Regions from separate parts of the Mus musculus genome. Here region 2 is linked to region 1. The links are chromatin contacts, called in public promoter capture Hi-C maps. All regions are on one chromosome and are shown on one strand. Each heading gives the region's core, a stretch centred on a gene start, on an enhancer-like site or on the middle of the called end of the contact. The rest is flanking DNA. Distances are from core to core; before and after follow the strand shown.

Region 1 (7,743 bases), core at 1,617-4,116:
CTCACTGTGTAACCCTGGCTGCCTTAGAGTCTTACAACTCACTATGTAGATCAAGCTTGCCTCAAGCTCACAGAGATCCACCTACTTCTAACTAGCTAGGGTTAAACTCGTACTTCCATACCTGGCCAGTCTAGCCCACTTAAACCCACCTAACGAAGTTTTTACCCTGTGTCCCCTCTGCTTTCCAGCAGGAACGGCTAGACCAGTCTGTCTCATAGCCCAATCCCTCCAACTGGAGCATTTCACCTGTGACATCACCTTAACCCAGGCCAGCAGAGTCTCCATCTTCCAGGGCTTCTTCCCCACTTGCCTTGAATGTACAGGAAGAACATGACCAATAGAGTCCAAAGCCTTAACTTTCCTCCTCTGAGCCTGTTCCAGATCTTGGCATCTCAGCCTCTTGTCTGTTGTCTGCCTGCCTGCCTGCCTGCCTGCCTGCCTGCCTGCCTGCCTGCCTGCCTGCCTAAGTCTAAGGCCACTTTCATCAGAACTGTGTTCCAATGCTTGACTTTGTGTCCCTCTCCACCTCCATGCTGCCCGTCCCCAATGTGGGCTTCACCTTGTCTGGTGCCCAGAGACTGACTCTCTCGTCCCCCCCACCCCCGACTTCCCTGCAGCCCCCACAGGACCAGACAAACATCTAGGAAAGAGGAGGATCCTTATAGCGAAGCCCTTTCCCTTCACAAGGAAAGGTCCTCTCCAACCGCTGTCCTATGTAACAGTGGAGCAAGGCTCAGGAGTTTAACCTGCAGGAGTCATTGTAGCATCTGGCAGTGGCCAGATGAGGGCGACAGAGACAGTAGGTGCCATTGCTGGAGCTAGTAAGCGCCCTAGTTAGTGGGCAGAGAAGCCTGGGTTTGGGGACCTGAAGACCTTGCCTTTGGCTCTGCTGTGTGAACTGGGAATTTTAGCAAGACTAGTTGCATCCCTCACCTCTGATACCCCCACCCTCACACCAACAAGAAACATTTGAAACATTTGAAAATGATAGACCATTTCAGGCCAGAAGAAAGGAAAGAGGGATGGGGTAAGGTTCCTGTCACAGGAGGTATAGATCAGGGCTAAGGGGCAGTAGGGACAGTAGACTATCCCTTTTGTTCTGTCCCTGTGACAGTCAGACACTGCTCCTAGCCACAGTTCTGAAAATAAAGTAGAGAGCCCCTGGGGCCTGAGTAGGGACAACCATTTTGATCTCCCCAAGTGAGAAACAGGCTGGGCTTGAGTAGTGACTTCTCCTTCCTGAGGAACTAGCAAATAATTAATGGTGGACGTTTACGCCCCTCTTGTGCTCAGCAGGAGGCTACTGGTACCCATCAGAAAGTTTCCTGGAAACTTTGTAGGGAGTGGGAAATGAGGAGACAGAGCAAAGGTTCAGGGTTGATTTGCCTAGTGACCTAGAAATTCCAGGGCTCCTCTATGGGCCTTAGTCTTCCTCTTAAGCTTGACCAACTTGATTTGTGACCAAGACATAGCCTGAAATGCAGCTGAAGGATCCTGGCTTTGGCTGCACCTGACTAGCTCTGAATCTTAGGGCATCAGTGAGCAGAAGAAAGGCTACTCTAGGAACTAGATACTCCCAAGAGGCTAGTACCACATGAGTAACTCTTTGGGCTCTTAGTCCCAGTCCCCCCAAATGGGGATTTGCAGAGCCCTCAGAACCACACAACACAGGCAGGCAGGGGTACTGGGCGTTCTCAGGCTCCCATTAGGACCCAACCCTTTTACTGATCTCATAGCCTCTAGAGGCTCTTTTTAGTGTGACTGTAAGTAAGCATGATGCTCCTGACATGTGACACTTCTGGTACCCAGCTACCTCAGACCCAGGGCAGACAGAGACACAGCTGTAAGCTTGCGTAGCCAACCAGGTATATAAAACCACCGGTACATGGCTAAATATATAGGACATGGGCAGTCATAGAATACCATGTTAGCCCACACAACACACATGCAAACACAAGATCCTGCCTGGCCTGCTAGCCTTTGCATGGTTCCCAGGCTAGCCAGATAGCTGAAGGAGACCTGTGCTGCTCTGACCCTGTGCCAGGGAAGGAGATGTCACACTTGGGAATGGAGACTACTTCCTGCTCTGTGTCTCCATCAAGATGCTAAGTGTTCAGAATCCAATTGTCTTTTAGTCCCCCAGGGACCTGGATTTCCCAGGTTGTCCTTTGTTCTGACTGGAGAGACGGGAACAGAGCCTATGTTCTGGCGAGTAAAATGAGGCATTGCTTTGTTTCAGTTGCATGAGGAAAGTTGGAGGTGAAAAGGGCTCTTGCAGGGCGTGCCACTCACTCACTAGAAGGGGCCTTTTACAATGTCCTCAGGACCCACAATGGTGTTGCCCCTTGGTCACCATGCACCCAGAGTAGCGTGTCCTATCCTGCATTGGTGTCTCCATCTTGACAGTAGGTTAACAGGGCCTATTCCTTCTTAAGGCATGGAGGCTCACCAGGAGAGCTTTCCAGTGCTTGGAGAGATGAAGGGTACCCCAGAGCTCTGAGGATTGGCACATGTAGAAGACTGGTGCCCAAAGGTGTTGGGAGGGGGACTTAGACTCACCCAATGACGTAGACCAGAACCACCAACTGGATCAGACGGAAAATGACTCCCACCTTCTTGTTTCGTACCAGCACCATCCGGGGAGTGTCATACTCAAAGAAGAAGGCTGACAGCTCATCCTGCAGCCGCCGAGCCATGGTGGGCCAGAAGGGGCTCAGAGACAAGCCCCCCGCACGGCCTCTGTGGTCAAGGGCAGGCTAGCATCTGTGTCTACAGAGAGAGCAGTGGAGTGGCTGGAGGCTTCCCAGCCCCTTAAGAACAGAGCAGGCCAAGTGGGGCCAGAGTTGGAGGTTCGTTGGTGGGATCTGGGTTAGGAGGGAAAAACCCAGGGTGATCAGAGCAGCTTTTGACTGCTGGCAGGCAGTGGAGTACCGGCCAGTGGTGCCCCGTGAAATAAATTCCCAAAGATAGACAGAGGCGGAGCCAGTGAGGCCACCCAGGCCCAGCCCCACTACCCCTCAAGGCTCCGCCTGGGCCCTGCTGGGCCTCCGGAAACAGGAGCTGCTCTCCGGAAACCACCATGGCCACCAGCCACAGGGCCAGAGATAAAGCTACTGGCTACCCCCACTCCAGGAACCTGACAGGACAGAACTGAAGGGTCTCGCCAGGACAATCCCTCAACACTCTACCTCCATCCCCACCCCCACAGTCTCAGAGTAGACAGTTCAGTCCTGGGGACCTGCAGGAAGATGAACAGAACTGATGTCAAGTCCTGTAGCCTAGAGCTACCCTTGGACACTCCCTCTTCGTCAGTCCCTTCAAGTCCAAGCTTGGTCTATACCCATTAACTTCAGCCTCAGGCTGGCATCTCTATCTGCAACCTTGCTCTCCCTCTGTCTGACCTGCTTGACTGTACTCCTGACACCACTCCCATCCCATCCTTACCACCAGAACAGACAGGGAGGTAGACATCTAGACGAGACTAGGGTCACCTATCCCTAGGGAGTTCTGAGACCCAGCTTGGAAAGCCTGATATTAGGCAGTTGTGTCACTTGTTGAGGGCTTGGGGGCATTGTCTGGCTTTTCTAAGTCTGCTTCTTGTAAAGTGGGACAACATAACACTTTCCCCAGAGTGAAGAAGCCCTTGGGGGACGGTCCCAGAAACCTCCAGGACAGAGAACTAAAATACACTGTTGAATTAGGGTTCAGGTCCAATACAACCCTTGCCTTCCTCAATAGTAAAGCAGACCCTGAGCATAGGGTCCCAAGAACCTGATCAGGCTGGCTCACACTGTGCACCTAGGGTCAGAGGGAAGCATTCTCACCCTGGCCTACTAGAAGAACCAGCCTGAAGCACAGGTCTCCTTGGTAACCTTCACTGCTCTGCACCCCCGGCCAAGCCGACCCACGCTGAGTGCTGATAAGGAATCTTCTTCCTCATGAGCTACTAACAGGGAGCGAATGGCCCCTGGGCCTGGCACCGAACCCTTATGCAAACTGGGCTGCTTTCTGCATGTCCCCTCCCAGCACCCAGGACCAGCCCCAACCTCTTGAATAGAAAACACACACACACACACACACACACACACACACACACACTGACATTCCAGTAGGAACTCTCTCAACTGTCTGACGCCACTGAGCCAGGGTGGTGGGAACCACATCCTTCGCTTTTTTTTTCCTAAGGAGTCAGAGCTTCAGCAGGCTCTGTGACCTTACCCTGACCCCAAACAAAAGGGCATGTCCCTCTCCCAGCTGACTTCACGTGCAGCTGTTACAGCAGTAGGCCCAGAAATGAATTGTGTGTGATAGGAATGGGTGGGTGCTAAGACTGAGCCATCTCTGTGCCCGCCCCGACGATGCTTACGCCATATTCTAGAGAGGGACCTGCTCCAATTGAGGGAGAAGAGAAAGGATGGAGAGAAGAAAGGAAAAGGAAGGCAGTCATTGTCCAGTATGTTGCTTCATGCCACAGCCGCCCTCTCCCATACTCCTCTTCTTCTTCCCCCACTTCACCTCCTCCCTTCCTTTCTCTTTCTTTCTCCTTTTCTTCTTTCTCCCTATCCTCTTTCCTTTTATGTTTCCTCTTCCTCCTCCTGCTCTTTCCTCTTCTTCCCCCACTCACTCCATCCCCAAGAAGCCAGGTTTATAGCTTGTTAGATACACCCTCAGGCCTGTGTCTGGGCATCAGCCCTGTTCTCAGTCAGCATGGCAGAGAGGGCCACCTGAAGGTACTGAAAGACCCAAGGTGCCACCAAAGGCACAACTTTCTTTTCTTGATAATAACCCTGCAGAATCGAGCCAACCACATGAGACTATAGGGGTGGCTCAGCCGGTGCAAGCACAAGGAACTGAGTTTGGCTTCCCAACATTCATGGGGGCTCAGCAGCATACATCTGTAACCCAATGCTGGACTGGTAGAGATCAGCAGATCCCTGGAGGTCATGGGCCAGCCAAGCTCAAATGTGGTGCTCTAAGGTCAATGAAAACACCTGTTGCAAAAAAAAAAAAAAAAAAAAAAAAAAAAGATGGGGAGAGGAAGACATCTCATGTTGACCTGCAGCCTCCACACACACATACACACACACCCCTCCATATGCACACACTTCCAGATATTCGAGTAACACACACACACACACACACACACACACACACATCTCTTGCACTGGTTCACTCTTAAGGACAGACATCTTTTGGCCCTAGGCTTTGTTAGTACAGGTGGAGAGAACACATGTCAGAATTCTACACAATGGAGTTCACTGGCCTTTTCTTTACTATGGCCCTATAAAGTGGATGCTAGAATGCCCATTATACAGATGCAGAAACCAAGGCTCTGGAAGTTGAACACCTGGTCAAAGGTCATGGAACAAGAAGTTCTTGAGTTTGCTTGTGCATGGAAGAGAGGCTCCCCAAAGTCTAAGGGCTTGGCTCAGGTCCCACCCGAAGACTCCAACACTGGAGATCTGCCAAGCCTGCCTTATAAGCCCAAAGGCCGGGTGGCCAGCTCCAGTTCTGGGCCGGGCCTTGTAGGGAGACATGGCCCTGCTGCCAACGACTCGGCCCCAGGACAGCCTCCCCTGCTTGGCTAAATTTAGCGGCTGTGTGGGTATGGAGGGGGTCAGTGCCCATCCTGGAGCCAGTGCCCAGGCCTGGAGGGCAGCCTGAGTCCTCAACAGGGTGAGTGGCATTGATTCCTACTTATCTTCTTAGTCACTCAGGGTCTCTGGCAGTTCGACTCCCACACTGTATGGGTCTGCCCTGGTGTCCTCAGGGAGTTACCCCAACTCCCAACTGGCCCTCTGATGCTGTTGGAACAAAGCTCTTGACCTAATAGTCAAGGGGAGGTCTATGGAGAAGGCTGGGTACCAGCCATGGCCCCAGGCCTGGCTTCTCCCCATTGTCTGAATTTTCCAGACCTCTTCCCTCCCACTGTGGGTCATAACTAGGCTGGCGCCTATCCTTAGTGCCCAAGGCATCGTGGTCTGCTGGTCCACCTCCATTCTTGCTGTGTCTTTCTCCGCAGACCTTTTCTGTCCAATAGTAAGGGGCTCTGGCTGACATAGGTCCCTGTTCCCAATTCCATTACGCTCGCTGAAGAGGCTTGTTTCTTGGTCAGTTCTCAAGGTTGCCACCCCTCTATAGCCATGGGCAACACAGGTTCACTTAACCATTTCTATGACTCTTTCTTATTTATTTAAGATACAGTCTCATGCATCTTCAGTTGACCTTGCAGTAGGGAGTGACCTTGAACTTCGGATCCTTCTGCTTCCATTTCTCAAGTGCTGGGATTAGGACATGTGCCATCGAGTCCAGTTTATGTGGAGCTCCAGCTGTTGCATGTGGCAGGCAAGTTGCACTGCTAGCTCCTTCTTTTAAATCAAACTAAGTTCACGTAGAATTCACCTTTTTAAGCTTCTACTTGTGACATTTCGGTAAGTTCTGACAAATACATGTGCCGCTCTCTGGCCCACTATCCTAGAAGGGTTCTTCCTGACCCCTCACACTTTGGTTTTTGTAGATAGGGTCTCTCGGTTCTGGAACTCATTCTATAGACCTGGCTAGCCTCAAACTCAGAGATCTGCCAGCCTCTGCTAGGATTAAAGGTCTGTTCCATTACACCTGGCTCCTCCCACCTCTTTGCAGTCACTCTTCTCCCAGTACCTAGGCCCCAGCAGCCACTGATCTGCTATAATTTATATTTATCCTGCCTTGTGTGAAACTCCAGGGAGGTGCAAGCATACAGCTCTATTAGTATCTGGCCTCTTTCAACCAACACAATGATTATTTCTTTTCTTTTCTTTTCTTTTCTTTTCTTTTTTTTTTTTTTTTTTTTTGAGACAGAATTGCATTTGGCAGCCCAGGATGGCCCAGAACTTTGCTGCAACTTTCCTGCCCCAGCCTCTTTAGTGCTGAGATTTCAGACGTGCACTGCCATGGCTGACTTATCACAATGGTTTTGGTTGAAATGAACCAATGGGTGGTTCATCTATCTGAAGATGACTACACTCCTTTAACAGGCAACAGCCTGCTGGGGTCAGGTTCTGGATGCCGGTGTTCCGTGCTTTGGGATCAGGTCTCAGGATGCCCGGGTTCCTTCCTTGGTTCTGTCTTCCATTCTGGTCTTATATGTCTCATAATACAGCTACAATCTACCCTGTCCCCTGGCAGAGGGGCCCCAGAGAGCACAACATCCTGGTTCCCAGAAAAGCAAGGGGACCTAGGGGCATCTTGGCAGCTGCCACCTTGGAGCCAGAAAGGAGTATGCCGGGATTGCCTGGGAATTCCCTCCTGGGTGAGGTGAGGAAACCTCTCTGTTTACCTTGGCCGCCTTGCCTTGGGCTGTGGATGCCATGCTGTGTGCTGGAGAGAGATGGATTTGGGCAAGCCCTGGTGGGGGTGGAGGCAAAATGGATCAGGCCACCACACCCTAGAAATAGGGAATAGCTGGGGAAGCTGGGGCCACACAGATGTTCTGCAAGTTCCCTTAGGCTTAGACCATCTCATCTCGGCAACCTATCATTATGATGAAAGCCCATAGGTTCCCCATTTGTGAGTCTTTGCTGTCCATGCCCATGTCATGGGGCTCATTTAAGACCTTAAGAGCGCAGGGCTTATATTTGAGAGAACTTAGAGACATCTTGTGACCAAGAATACTTCTAACCATTCGACTGGAAAAATAAATCCTTGGGAGTTCCTCGGGGTGTAAGCTATCTCCTCTGTCACAATTAGCTTCATGGATGCGTG
Region 2 (7,743 bases), core at 3,115-5,614, 1.4 Mb before region 1:
CTGGGAATTGAACTCAGGACCTCTGGAAGAGCAGCCAGTGCTTTTAACCCCTGAGCTATCTTGCCAGCCCTTCCATTAGTTTCTTAAATCTAGGGAACAAAACCATAAACCAAGCCCAGATTTATAGGCCAACTTCAGTAGTCTTAATGCTTCCATTGAGACTGACCTCAAGCCACCACCACTACATCCCTGGGCTTGGTGTTGGGGAGAGATGCATAGCCTACCACCTTAACCAATTTCTTATAGAAGAATGCAGCTGATGTAACAACACAGATTAAAGCAAAAACACCACAATATAATGAGGAAATGACAAATTTTGAATATCCATTATCTTCCTTGAATATGGCTTGTTTACTTATGAGATTCCATAACTTAATTTTGAAAATATTGAAGTGACCTGTGTTTAATAAGTAGGGTGCAGCAGTTCTCCAAGTCCGAGTACTGCTTCTGATGGGTGGGTACCTGTTAGGGAGCATGCTTTTGGGGAGAGGTTGAGGCCTCTTTCCCTATCCAGTACTCTGACTTTGCTAGAATAACCCCTTAAGCTCCATAACCTTTTTCTTTTCTTAGATGCCAAAAGCAGAAACTCCCCGAGGTCCAACCTGAAATTCCGCTTTGATAAACTCAGCCATGCTAGCTCCAGTGCGGTAAGGATGGTGTGGGCATCTAAGGAAGGGCCCTATGAGCCCTACACCCCACATTCCAGCACCCCTCCTAGCCAGACTTTTTCCAGAGAGAGAGAACACCTAGAGAGTGCCCATGGGGTGTGTGTGGGGGTGTCTCCTGAAGCAGGCAGAGATGCGTGCTCTGCCAGATCTGGGGGTGACGGTTTCTGTCCTTACTTGGTGCAGACCAGGCTGGGAGCTCTCCAGCCACCTTTGCCACTCCATCCTACAGTAGCGCCTCATTCTTGCACACAGCCATCCCCAGAGGTGAGATGGGTTCTGCTGGCCCCTGGAAGCCCAAGTCCCTTCCTGAACTCTGATTGCCAAGAGCCAAGTGCACCAAAGCTGCAGGTGGAGGCCGTTGTCTGGTGGTTTGAAAAAAAAAATCTTGTGTGTTTCTTATACAGGGTCACTAATGTGAAAGTGAAGACCTTCCCTTATCCAAGGTGAGTGTCTTACTGTGGCCATGAGAGGGGACTATTCCCTTGAGGTCAGAGTGTCTATGGCTTTATGGCCTGAGAATGGCCAGAGAAAGTCAGCTGAGGAACATGGAGGACTACTGTTGATGGACATCTCCAGGCCTTTGTGGGGGGCGGGGCTGAGAACAGTGGCCAGGAAGGGTTGTCCAGTGTTATTGTGGTAGACCCCCACACTAGATGGAGCTGGTTGTAGTAGTTAGGAGGGGAAGTAGCGGAAGAGTTCACTTGTTTCCCTGGGAGGAATTCCCCGTTTACCCCTTCCTTTCCCCGTTACAGTCAGTCTCTCTCCTTGTATTTTGGCCAAGGCTCCAGGCTGGTATCTGTCTTCCCCAATATGACATGAGATGCCCCTACCCAAGCGTTGTTTTGAGGGACAACCCCAGGGTGGTCTCTGTTCCTGTCATGATATACCAGTGAACTCCTGAAAGTGAGGTCACCTGAGACCCATTGGCCCCACCTGCTCAGTGAGGTCTCCCTGGAGTGTGAGTGAGTTGGGACCAAGAGGGAGGGTAGAGTTAAGCTCACTTTATGTTTAACCCATGTCTGAGAAAACAGAAGAGGAAACGGGAGTGTGATGTTGGCCTCCACTACCTGTGTGGGACTGTGGATGCTTCTGGTGTACAATGCTTACACACGGCTTCTGGGACTGAGTCCAGGCCCCTTACACTTGGCAGCCTCCTTGCCCTGAGTGGCTTCCCTACTTTGGCTCCAGTGTGTTTTCATCTCTCTTTGACCTAATGCTTGTTCTCCATCCCCCCTTCCTTATCTTCCCAGGGAAGTGTGGATTCTGGCCTACAGAAGGCTCCTAATTCCAGCAGTTTGGGGGTGCCATCCACTACTCTGACCGTTTAGGCCTGCTGTCTCACTGGCCACCTGCCCAGCGCACCAGCTGTCTGTTCCACGTCCTGACCTGGCCATGACCTTGCCAGATCCTTCTCCAGACCTGAAAGCCCCAACCTGTGCTTCTGACCTCCTGATGTGACCGGCTATCTGAGTCAACTAGCATCTTGTTTTACATGCAGGAAAAGATCTGGGCAAGGGGGACTCTGAGTCCCAGGGGGCTCAGCGAGAAGCTAGGGAGCTCGTCTGCCCCAGGGACAGAGAGGGTTGTGTGGTGGGGAGCAGAGGTAACTGCAGAATGGTGGGTGGGTACTGTCTGTCTTGGGTCGCAGTGCAGTGCCTTCCTGGACTGCTTTTCCAGGAATATCCCAGTATCCTCTGGGTTGAATCTTACTGTATTTCCGACACATCTGCCAGCCCAGGCCTAGGGAGCTCTGTCACTTCTGCCAGGGCCCCCTCAAGAGGCTCAGGCTGGTGGACGCTCCCAGTCAGAGCTAGGTGTTCTAGAACCCGGCTGCATGCTCCCTTGACTGTAGTCTCAAGGTTTTTTCCTTTCTAATTCTACACAAGCTGCTGATTATCTATGTGGTTGGAGGAGCCCTGGTAGTGGGCATCCAGGAGTGTGGAGTCCAAGGTGAACACAAGGCCAGTGCAGGAGCCTCTGGGTGAGAAGGCTCATTAGGGGTTCAGGTCTCCACTTGTGTGAGAATTTGGAAAAGACATAGTTTAAGCCATGTCTTAGGTGAGAGAGGGGGGAGATGTAGTGGAGAGTGTCTTGGCAGTTTTTGGTCAGCCAAGTGTGTGGTGGTTGAATTTAGTGTTGGAATCAATACAGTGTTCTTCCACCTCTGAGGTCCTGTTACCCGTGAGGGGACCAGTACTGCCCAGGGACTGATTCTAGGCTCAGTCCCCTAGTCTTCATCCTTCCATCTCCAACTGCAGGTTTTTAGGCCATTGTCCCATCTTCAGGGCCCCTGGAAGCCCAGACCCCACGAGCCTGCGCTTTAAGCCACAGGCCATCTGTACTCCTTGTCATGGCTGCCTTCTCTGGGTGAGCCAGCCCATCCTGAAGACTGAGAAGCTGTCTTTGGCTCCTCAGTCTTCCAGGTTTGCAGGAAGGTTCTGCTGCTGGGTGTAGAATAGAGCATCCAACAGGCTAAACGCTGGCTCTACACAGCAGGCACTTGAAGATCCCACCTCATTAAGTACACATGGGTCTGTGGCACAGGGCTGCTTGGTTCTGGGCTCCTGTGTCATCGAGCAGATGACAAGAATTTCCAACCAAGTGCTTTGCCTGCAGAGGCTCCTATTCCCAAGCCAAAGTACAGAAGGGTGGAACAGCCTTTGGGGCTGGTATAGTAACTGTTTCTGCTGCCTTTGTCATCTGAGCACAGTTTTGGTCCTTCATCCCCCACGCACTTGCGTGCAGCCAGGGGAGGGGGAGCTCATCCCTCACTCCACTTAGGAAACCTGCTTACGTGAAATACTAGTCTGGTAAGATTTGTTCTAGTTAGAAGGTCAACAGAATATCTGTTTATCTTTTATTAAAAGCCAGCGTAGCGGCAGCCGGGGCTGGAAGAAGGCGGGTGGATTCTGGCAGTGTTCTGCTGGCAGGTTTCTGCTTGAACTTGAAAGGTCAAACCGTGTTTTCTTTGAAACTATTACAGGACTCTGGCTCCCTTCTCTGTGTTGGGCAGTTTTCCCCACTTGGTGATTGTGCTATGTTGTATTGTGGTCTGGGGCTCTTCAGGGGCTTTCAGGTTGTCCCACGCTGTCTGGAAACCTTATAAGCCTCGTCCCCACTGCTTTGGCTACTCTGCCTGCAGGCATTACCTCTGGGCTGGATGACTGTGTGCTGAGGAACTGAGAGGCCCTGGCTGTGGTCCTCACCCTTGGTTTGCTGCTGAGGTACTCTGGGCAGGATATGAGATGCCCCTGCCCTCTGCTCATGCCTCTCTCTATCTAATAGGTCATCCTGTGGCTTCCAGAGTAGGTACCGCCAGCCCAGCTCAAGTTCTCTGCTTAACGGGAGTAGAATAATGGCAGGGCCCAGTCTCCTCTCAGCCCTCTGGGCTGGAGGCTGTTCCTCCACACTCTGATCCAGTCTTTCCTTTCATGGCTGTACCAAGTCTTAGGGCTCCGAGCCTTGCTGAGGCCCCTTCATGTGACTGAGCCTCTGTAGCCGATACTTCTGCTTGGATGTGGGGGGACATTTCCACTGTTACTTCCACAAGGGGTTCTCCTGGTCACAACTCTGGAAACTATATTTTGCAGGTGTTAATAGGCATCCAGATGCCCCCAGCTCTGTTGATACACTAAAGCAGATGTGGGAGGGCTCCAGATAGAAGGCCTTAGCCAGAGTTTCTCTCTCTGTGATAATGAATGTCAAATGGTGTTTCTTGGAAAACCATCTGGACTTCAGTTTTGTGGGCCCTTTTTGATACTCAAGCCTCCTAGGCCCTGTTTGCATCTCAACAGACCATGTCATCCTCCAGATGAACAGAAAGAACTTGCCTGAGGCCACACAGCCGCCTTGAGCCCGTTCCTGCATACCAACTGTACTTACTGTTGGCACAGCAAGCAGTTGCATTTCCTGGAGCCTGGGTTTTGAGGAAGCCTGGTAGCTGGGGTCTCTGCACTGGCGGGCAGGTGCTGAGGTCCGAGGTATTGATAGGGCCTCTGCCTCTGCTCTTTTCCAGCATGACAAGCTTCGATCAGTGAGGACCCGGGGGCTTGGGAAATGGAGGAGGAGGGATTGCAGTCAAGTGCTTCTTTGGGTTTTCAGTGACTGGGACAAAGTCATCTGGACAAAATGCATTAGCTACCCTTGACTTCTTTGTTCGAAATCAGGACAGAAGATGATAAAATGAACTAATTCTCTGATATATCTTTTCTTCCTCCCTCTCTCCATCCCTCCCTTCCTCATTTTTTGGTGGTGCTGGGAACGTCCCCAAGGCCTTGCTCATGCTGAGTGAGGGCTCTGCCGCTGAGTCTAGGCCCAGGCCTCTCCAGGTTTTAAAATGGAGATGGGTAATAAAAGCCCAGCTCAGGTGACCAGGCAGGGCACAGCCAGTGTCATTTTCTTTTCTTTGACCCTTTATGGTGCCAACTCAAACATCACCTTTTGTCCTTTGTTTCTTGGTCTGCAAAGACAGCTGTGTTGTGTGTACGTGTGTTGGGTCCTGGGGTTCCGATAGAACATATGGCTTCTGGGCCAGCAGCAACCAGGTTAGTTAGCCATACTCTGGAACCCCATGTTCCCTCCCCAGCTTCTAGTTACCCCTCAATCAAAGACAAAGACAGGTTGGCACAATGAACAAGGCTGATCCTGCCGCCCACTCGGTGGAGGGCTTCTGAGGCATCCTACGAAACTCTGGTGTCTGTTTTGCCACCAGCCGCTTGCCCACACCAATCCCGTGTCTCTTTGCAGCCAGGCTATGTGCTTCTTTGGATGCCCAGAGCCAAGGGCCGTCTGCAGTGAGTAGTAGCTGGGGCAGTGGCTTTGACCTGGGCCTTAACACCCCCAGCGGATAGTGCGCTTGGCTGCAAGACTGGAATCAGTTGCCATTGTCTTTGGTTCTGTGACATTTCCACTTGAAAGGGTGAAATTCCCCTTCCCACTCCTTAGCGTCTATGCCAACTTGTGATGTCCCCGCCTGATCTCCAGCTCCCAGGGTGCCGGGGTTGCCATGTGAAGAGATGCCCATGTGGTAGAACCTAAGAGGTGTAGTTTGAAAGTGACCCCTGTGACGATGACTTTTCTTTGCTTCCTCTCAGTGAGGGGGGTGATTTGTAGATCCTGACTGCCTATGTGATGTAAATAGTGTACATCTAATTTATTGCTATGGTAGCACATTGTATTTGTTAATGTATAAAACAAATTCTAAAAGGTTGAAAATGTATATTTTGTTGCTTAAATGTGTCTTTGCAGAAATTGACAATAAATAACATATTTTGTGTCCATTAGAGTTCACATTTCTTGGAGTGGGGCTCTACTAGACTTTCGGCAGGGCCTTTCACTGGAGGGTGGCTATCAGCTTGAACCTGTTTGAAAACTTTATTAATATTAAAAACAAACAAAGCAAACAAACCTGGCACTGGGGCAGTGGTTTGTTGGATAAGATTGCGTGCTCCCTCCGCAAGCATTTGGATCTGAATTTGAATCTCCAGCCCACAAAAAGCCATGCCTGACTGCACATCCTGTGACCCTAGAGTGGGGGACAGGGGAGGTGAAAGCAGGCAGATACTGAGAACTTGTTTGTCAGCCAAGGGAAGATGGCAAGCTTCCCGCTCAGTGAGAGACCCTGTCTCGAGACAGTAAGGTCCAGAGTGAGGGAGGAAGACTAGTGATGTCCCTGGCACTCACATGGGTATACTACATACATATGCAACAACACTACATACATATGCAACACATGTGTGTACAGGATATGTGCACTCACATGGGTACACTACATACATATGCAACAACACTACATACATATGCAACACATGTGTGCACAGGATATGTGCACTCACATGGGTACACTACATACATATGCAACAACACTACATACATATGCAACACATGTGTGCACGCGCACGCAAACTAACCGTAACAACAACAAAAAAGGGAGTTTCTTTCTTTCTTTTCTTTCTTTTTTTTTTTTTTTAAGTCAGACTAAATCTACTCAGGCATGGATTGATGAAAGCGGGCTCGAACTCCCTATGGTGAGACCCGAGTTTACCATATTCTCCAGCACTCCTTACTGCTCACTCCGCCCATCGCCCATCGCCCATCGCTTACCCACTCTATTTGCCTCTGTGGTACTGAGGAGACGAGTCTCCTGTTGTCTCCTGCCCACCAGTCTCTCTCCTTTGCCCAAGCTCCTTTGCAGATTTTCTGTTCGAGGGGTCGCCTATGACTAATGCCTTTCTTATCTTCCTCTGACTCACAGTGGCTACGCTCATTCATGTGCTTTGCTTGACCTGCTGGGTGTAGATTTGAAGGCAAGAGGCAGGTTTTAAGCCTCTGTCGGAGACTTGCTTTGTGATCTTGGGCAAATTACTCAACATTGCCGGGCTCTGAATTTTCCTCTATGTGCTATCAGAAATAGACGCCCCATGGAAAGCATAAGGATAAAAATGAACTCCTAATTGATCAAACGCGCTTTGAAAAACGTTATGTATAGTAGCAGAGATTCAGTTAATAATGATAATCTCAACAGTAGCAATTGATGCTTACATAGGTAGCCAGTTAGCTGTAATGACTTATCAGCCCCTAAAAACACACCGTGGGAAACCACAACTGTGGCAAAGATGGGCTAAGTGTGGGACACTCAAATACATTATTGGTGACCGATAGAAATAAAGACATATAAGCTTAATAAAACTGGTAACAATTCATATATGCTAAATGATTAAGAAAGAAACACAACATTTATCAGCTGGAAACGGGCCTGAAGTTTGGCTGTGGGGACGAGCATGGGGAGGGCTGTCACTCAGGAGCTATGAGGAGGTAGAGGAGCCATAGCCTGCAGCTGGGTGAATGGATGAATGGACGAATGGATGGGGTCCAGAGCACACAGGCTACATGGAGGCAGCAGGCAGAGGTTTGAGGTATGTTGTATTCTCTCTCTCTCTCTCTCTCTCTCTCTCTCTCTCTCTCTCTCTGTGTTTGTGGATTCTATGCATCTTGATATAGTTCAGTGAAGTCACCTACTTCAACCTAATATTTTTTTATTGGATACATTCCAAATGTTATCCCCTTTCCTGGTCCC

The links. Promoter capture Hi-C pulls out the DNA fragments that hold promoters and counts their contacts.
Region 2: a contact with region 1 is called in a promoter capture Hi-C map of frontonasal cranial neural crest. The contact joins the enhancer-like site here to the promoter of P2rx1 in region 1. A contact is called at or near these places in 12 of 39 promoter capture datasets (the 3T3-L1 cell line, 3T3-L1-derived adipocytes, the C10 cell line and 8 more), 5 of 15 datasets of contacts at CTCF or cohesin (the NIH/3T3 cell line, embryonic stem cells, large pre-B cells and 2 more), 58 of 484 Hi-C or Micro-C datasets (B cells, the Ba/F3 cell line, the C2C12 cell line and 34 more), 3 of 115 datasets of contacts at active chromatin or transcription factors (bone marrow-derived dendritic cells, differentiating embryonic stem cells and embryonic stem cells) and 2 of 9 other capture datasets (embryonic stem cells and liver).

The regions. Positions count from the first base shown.
Region 1 is chr11:72,994,268-73,002,010 of GRCm38.p6, reverse strand. P2rx1 (purinergic receptor P2X, ligand-gated ion channel, 1) reads right to left here and starts at 2,866. Exons shown (of 12, transcript NM_008771.3): 1 at 2,560-2,866. The coding sequence starts at 2,696.
Region 2 is chr11:74,381,687-74,389,429 of GRCm38.p6, reverse strand. Rap1gap2 (RAP1 GTPase activating protein 2) reads left to right here. Exons shown (of 25, transcript NM_001015046.3): 23 at 571-647; 24 at 1,073-1,111; 25 at 1,919-6,074. The coding sequence ends at 1,081. Among named protein-coding and RNA genes, the nearest start is that of Olfr412, 21 kb to the right of the region's middle. Within about 2 kb of position 4,364, at least 16 of the 459 cell types and tissues checked have an H3K27ac peak or open chromatin away from gene starts, as enhancers often do. A contact at or near this core is called in hippocampal neurons and proximal limb bud, where this site is marked.